Linked DNA regions of Mus musculus: region 1 is linked to region 2. The links are chromatin contacts, called in public Hi-C maps. All regions are on one chromosome and are shown on one strand. The core of a region is the stretch at or near the end of the contact, and the rest is flanking DNA. Distances in the headings are between cores, read along the strand shown.

What was found. A called contact is a pair of places that touch in the nucleus more often than the background predicts.
Region 1: a contact with region 2 is called in a Hi-C map of the C10 cell line, with 2.9 times the contacts expected there. The contact joins two enhancer-like sites. A contact is called at or near these places in 3 of 484 Hi-C or Micro-C datasets (B cells, the C10 cell line and bone marrow-derived macrophages).

What each region holds. Positions count from the first base shown.
Region 1 is chr7:101,992,945-101,996,247 of GRCm38.p6, reverse strand. Numa1 (nuclear mitotic apparatus protein 1) reads right to left here. Exons shown (of 25, transcript NM_133947.3): 7 at 2,936-3,023; 8 at 1,468-1,585; 9 at 694-851; 10 at 313-430; 11 at 108-225. Among named protein-coding and RNA genes, the nearest start is that of Gm39061, 3.1 kb to the right of the region's middle. Within about 2 kb of position 1,842, at least 9 of the 459 cell types and tissues checked have an H3K27ac peak or open chromatin away from gene starts, as enhancers often do.
Region 2 is chr7:101,693,708-101,697,039 of GRCm38.p6, reverse strand. All of the region lies in intron 3 of Clpb (ClpB caseinolytic peptidase B), which reads right to left. Among named protein-coding and RNA genes, the nearest start is that of Clpb, 32 kb to the right of the region's middle. Within about 2 kb of position 1,394, at least 4 of the 459 cell types and tissues checked have an H3K27ac peak or open chromatin away from gene starts, as enhancers often do.

The DNA.
Region 1 (3,303 bases), core at 593-3,092, 300 kb before region 2:
GTGACTAAAGCCCAAAGCCAGGTTCTAGACAGTCTTCTCAACCTTCTTGGGCAAACTTCCAGACCACCTCAGCCCTGAGGGGCCTCTGCACAGCCAGCCCCACTCACCTTAAAGGAAAGGTCCCCATTCTCCTCAGAAAGCTGGCTAATCTTTCGATCCATCTGGCTCTTCTCGGTCTTCAGGTTCTGACACTGCTTCAAAGTCTCATGCAGCCGCACAGTGAGGCTGCCAGGAGAGGAACTGTAAGAATGGTGTGGTCCCCACCTCGCTAGCAGGGAGCGGATGCTGGAAGGATGGCAGGGAGAGTCATACCTTTCATTCTTGCCTCGGAGCTCCTCAAGCTCACTGGGCTCCTGGGAGCTGGCTGCCTGCTTCTCATTCAGCAGAGCCAGGTGATCAATGCGCTGCTGCATCATGGCGATCTGCGCGTCTGCCCAGGACAGGGAGGGAGACAGAGTCAGCAAAGATCCAGGGGACAGAAGACAGCAAAGGAAGCACAGTATCCGTGCCACAGAAAAGGGACACGGGAAAGGAACTGAACCCAGTGTCTACCAGGTCAGACTGATGTTTGTGCCAGCGATGAGCTTGAGACTCCACTGTCAACAGAAGGGACACCATGGCAGGCAAAGCTGTCACCAAGACATCCCAAATGCTCCCCATCACCAGTACCCACACCCTCTGTCAGGTACCCACCCTTCTCAGTGAGGAGCTTGAGGCTCTCAGACAGCTCCAGCTCCAGGTCATCTCTGTTGCTCCTCTCGTCTGCCAGCTGCTTCTTCAGTCGTCTCATCTGGAACTGTGGGGTCTGCAGTATGTCGCCCATAGGGGAGGATGGAGAGCCTGAGAGGAAGCTGGAAGAGGAAGGAGGAGATGCAAAGATGCCAGGGTGAGAGTCTAAGGTGCAAAGTAACCAACAGCAGCTAGGGATGGGGCAGCAGTGACCATAACCAGTGTTTGGTTAGGGAGGCCAATGTGCCTGGGTTCTTTATCTGCCAGGCTACCTCCTGTCTCAGAAGATGACCTGGAGAACCTTTTCTTCTCCCTCCTCCATGCCTTAATTTCCTGGCTTAAGAATGCAAACATGTGGGGCTGGAGAGACGGCTCAGTGGTTAAAAGCACTGACTGCTCTTCAAGAGGTCCTGAGTTCAAATCCCAGCAACCACATGGTGGCTCACAACCACCTGTAATGAGATCTGATGCCCTCTTCTGGTGTGTGTGAAGACAGCTACAGTGTACATAGATATAATAAAAAGAATGCAAACATGTATTTTCCAAGGAAGAAGGGATTTCCATAAACAGTGACCTGCTCTTGAGGGAAGGCTAACTTATGACAGATCCCAAATCTACATGCCCTCAAAGCAATTCCTACTGCTGTAAAAGGCGGCCTAACAGCTCAGCCTCCCGGATCCAAGGACCAACTAGAAGGATGTGACGCTACCAACCTAGGGAGACAGGCCTAGAACATACTTGTTCTCACTGGAAGATGAAGCAATCCTCTGTATTTCTAGGAAGCGAATCTTCCTCTTGGTCTGGTGGCTGGGTGGAGAAAGCTCTTCTGAGAGGGTGCTGGCATGGGTGTAAGGAACTACAGGTAAGAAGCAGACAAACAAACCAGGAACAGTTAGTAAGGGGGTGAACAGCTCTTCACCTTCTATAATAGACACGTTACCTTAGTAAGTGTGACTCTACAAAAGACACATGTAAGCTCAAGAGGCAATTCCTAGGCAGAACCTGATCAACGAGATCAAGGTCTTTGACTAAAATCAAGGTGCAACTTCCACTTCCTCAGAGAAAAGTATTCAAATGAGCATGGTGGAATGAGGAAGCTCCCCTCATACTCAGACACTGGAACGAGTCCTATTGCCAATACTACAGAGGCCATAAGAGCCCAGCACCAAGTCTGCCACAGACCCTAAGAGCTTGTATTGGTGCCACCAGCCTCTGTGGCACTCATAGCTCTCATATCACCAAGGTATAGAATAATGTCTTCTCTTGGTTCCCACAACCACTTTCTCAGGACTTTACTACCTCGAACCACTCCTCTTCTCTCTCTTCCCAGAGATTTGATGGGCCCTTTTTGCTCTGCCCAGTGCCTACAGATTCAATGGCTGACAAGCTGGCCTGCAAATCTACATCTGACTCAAGAGAACTTTCTTACATCCTAGACTCCTATTCTTAACATCTTCACCTCATGAACTCAAACATGAAGAATCCCAAGTTCAATAGCCAGAAAAGAACTTGCCCAAAACTATGGCTCAGAGTCCCAGTAGCAGCAGCTGACCTGCTCATGAGACATGGCGAACTCTCACTCTGTGAGACACTTATATCTACACTTAGTCCCTGTACTGGTTTGTATGTACCTGAGTCCCACATAGAACATGAGCTGCATGAAGGGAAACCTTTTTCAAGGTTTACAAAAGATGTTTAACTTCAACTTCTAAGCCTACAGTTTAAAAGACAAAAAATAAGGGTATGGAGAGATAGCTTAGCTGGTCAAGCAGACCCAAGTTCAATATCCACATGATGGCTTACAACTCGAAGTTGTTACTCCAGTTCCAAGGGGATCCCATGCCTTCTTCTGGCCTCTGTGGGCACCAGGCACACACTTGGTATTCAAATACACATGCAGTCAAAACACCCATACCATATGTATAAGATAAAGTAAAAATAAAAAGTAAAAGGTACACAGAACAATGTGAGAAGTAAGTGGGAGTCAAGGTCACCAGAACGTAAGAGGCGATCACTTACAAGCATCCTGAGAGCTACTGTCGGGCAGCATGGAGCCACTCCAGATTGTTTAAGGTGTCAGCACATGGCTCAGAAATCACCTTCCATCACAGGTGACTCCTGCATACTAACTCTGTGCCATGCTGAGGTCAGAGGTCAGCAGTCCTTTGCTCAGAGAGAGTGGATCTTTACAAGTGGCCCTACTCACCTTTCTCCAAGAAACTCTCTAAGTCCTCAGTAAGGTTTAGCGACTCCTCATGATCCAGCATAAACTTCAGGATGACCGCTAACTCAGCCTGTGCCACGGGGAGAGAGAAGGAGCATCACTGTGACAGCTGTAAAGGGAGGGCTCAGGACCTCCCAGCAGTGCCTACCCCGGGGCCTGCTGGTTCTTCTCCACCCTCTCTAAAGCTGAAACTTCATGGCCTGCCCACAACACGCTGGTTCTACCTGTTCTTCCCCTACCAGAAAGCTTTTAGACATCACTTTGCTGACTAAAATAAGTGGAGTGGCAAACACACAGATAAGGACACACATAGGAAAAGCTGTAAACCTACACCATCTCCAAATACAGGA
Region 2 (3,332 bases), core at 145-2,644:
CCAGCTACATATCAAGGAATGCTACTCAAGGGTCCCCTAGTATAGGCCCAGTTTCTTAGAGGGAAAGGGGTGCAAAGAGAATCCCAGAGCCCAACTGACTCAGCCACCTAAGAGTTACTGAGACAGGTACCAATGCCATTACATCTCAGGCAGGCTTACCTGGGGTTGTTCTAGGGAAGTCAGTAATAATAAAGAAGGCACTTAACCTCACCACTGCTTACTACATGGGAGGCACTGTTCTAAACACTTTATACATTTGACCCTCACAGCTTTGTTTATTATCCTGTTTTACAGCTGGGGAAACAATCACCTAAAAGTCAAATAACTTGCCAATCATCTAATGAGTAAGAGGCACAGTTTGAATTTGAACACAGGTATCTGACTCTAGAGCCCACAACTGTTTACATACTAGCTAGGGATGTCCAACCTCTGTCACTGATGTTGCCATTTTCAAATGGCTTGGCTCTGCATTTGCAGATATCCTGAGATGAAGGCTGGACAGACCTGTGTTGGACAGGCAGTCACAGGCAGAGAGAAAGGTGCTCAATGCTTATAACTAGGGTATGTGTGCTGGGTTGTTTTATGTCAACTTCTCACAAATCGTTTTTAATCTATCTGACTAAAGTCATCTGAGAGAAGTGAACCTCAATTGAGAAAATGCCTCCATAAGATCCAGCTGTAGGGCATTTTAATTAATGAATGACGGGGAGGGCCCAGGCCATTTGTGGATGCTGCCACTTACGGAGCTAGCCACGGAGGAAGCCAGTAGTAAGCATCCCTCCATGCCCTCTTCATCAGCTCCTGGCTCCAGGTTCCTGCTCTGTTTGAGTTCCTGTCCTCATTTCCTTCAATGATGAACTAGATTAGAAGTGTAAGCCAAATAAATCCTTTCCTCTCTCAGTTGCTTTAATCATGGTGTTTCATCTCAGCAATGGAAACTATAACTAAGAGAGTCTTCCCTCAGAAGTCTCTGGTCGTAGATCCTGCCAGCTCCTCCTCCTAGCCTGGTCTACCTCTGATCCAGGCAGCAGCGATAGAGGCTGCCAGGGAAGCTGCCAGAAGTCCAGCAAGGGCAGCATCGGCTTCCTAGTACCAAGACCACCTGTGGGGCCTCTAGGTGCACAGGGGAGACTTACAGAGCCTCCCCTGTAGGACAGCAACCTGGCTGGTAGTGCTGGTTTCTTACAGACAGGACTTAATGGTCCCCTTCCCTGGGTGAGGTGGAGGGAAAATAAGCAAATGCTAAAAATAAATGACTGTTCTGAAAGAGAATTAAATGGTCGTCAGCCAAGGATGGCAGCATCTGAAAATTAACAAAGCCCAGGTACCACATCCAGGAAGGCCTTGGCAAATGCGTGTTATCCACTCATTAGCTCAGTTCCTCAGGGACGACAGCCAAGCAGGGCAGGCAGTGCCGGGAACCAGTCCTTCCGATGCTGATGAAGTGCACTTGGGGGTGGGGGTAGGCAAGGCAGGAGGAGGAGGGAAGTTCTCATGGGGAATTTCAAACAGTTCTGCTGGTGTCCTCTCTCTGCCTAGGATTCTCACCATCTCTGAGATATGGGCTTGCAGGGCAGGCCCAAGGAGACTCAAGTCTGAATGACTCTTTCAGGATCCTAGAAACAGCCTCACTATTTAGGGGTCTCACTGACCAGCAAGCCTAGGGGTAAGGAGCCCAACAATGGCGGGAGAAAGACAACACCAATAGCTCATACTTTCCCCTCACTGGAATGAAGCCATATGCCTTGTGAACCCAATTTGTGATGTGCCAAAGGTGACTCTCTCATGGTTCATCAGTAGCAATACTTCATGAAATCACTGATATTTATTTATTTATTTATTGCATATGAGTACACAACCACTGCTCTCTTCAGACACACAGAAGAGGGCACCAGACCCCATTACAGATGGTTGTGAGCCACCATGTGGTTGCTGGGAAATGAACTCAGGACCTCTGGAAGAGCAGTCAGTGCTCTCAACCTCTGAGCCATCTCTCCAGCCCCTGATCTCCATTCTCTACTAACTATGAGAACATAGTACTCTATTGCTGGATATCACCAACAGAAAGAATTAAAAACACTCCACCCATATGAAAGAACTCTGACACCACAAACATAAATTCTAAGTACATCACTGGTCACAGCTAATAATGAATATTAAAGAGAAGTGACACTTTCTTATGTACTTACTTATATATTTATCTAGCTATTTAACCTGTTTGTTTCTCACACAGGGCCTCAATATAAAGCCCCAGAGGGCCTCGAGCTTCCTGTGTAATCCTGCCTCTGCCTGAGTGCTAAGATTACAGGATTTATTGTGATTTTTTTTAAAGGACAGATTTCACTCTAGACCAGGATGGCCTGAAACTCATTATATAGCCCAGACTGGATTCCAACTCGTAGGAATTCTCCTGTCTCAGCCTTTCAAATGTTGGGATTGCAGATGTGAATCACCACATCCAACTCTGGAACAACAGCTTTTAACACTGCTTTTCTAAGTCAAGTTTCCTAAAGTATCATTTATCCTTTGATTATCATTTATCTTACATGCACCCTTTTAAAGACTATACACATACACACACACACACACACACACACACATACATATATAAAATATATAAATTTTTTTTTTAGTCAGGGTCTCAATAGAGACATAACCAAATTGGTCTTGACCTCACTTTGTAGCTGAGGACAACTTTTCAAGATGTATGACTTAATGCAATTTGATAGCTGTATAGATAAGCACCACAATCATTAAGACATAGAATATTTCCACCATCCTGAAAGGTCCTATGCCCCTTTATACTCCCAAGCTCAACAACTCATCTGATTATTGTCCCTAGAACACTACCTTTTCCAAAATATGACATAAATGGAATTTTACCATAGGTGGCTGTTGGTGTTGGCTTTCCTTTAAAATAAGGCTTTTGAAGACACCTTTTTTGTTGCATATGCAGAGTAGCTCCAGTTCTCCCTCTTTATGTGTGGAGGTGGAGATACTTATGGCTGCACATGCAGAGATGAGAGGAGAACTTGGGTGTCAGCTGTCATCCTCTGTCACACTCTGCTTTATTCCTTTGTGAGAGGGTCTCTTGTGGTACCTGAAGGTGGCATTTCAATTAAGTTGGCTAGCTAGCAAGTTCCAGGAATCTGCCTGTCTCTGACGCTTCAATATTGAGTTCTATATGGATATGTATTGCTAGAGGTATGGTGACGCACACCTTTAAAGGAAGCAAAGAAAACATCTCTGTGAGTTTGAAGCTGGATGGAACTATACCGTAAGACCCTATTTCAAAAAGCAGAATTATTTTGAATTATGTTACAGGGGAGGGG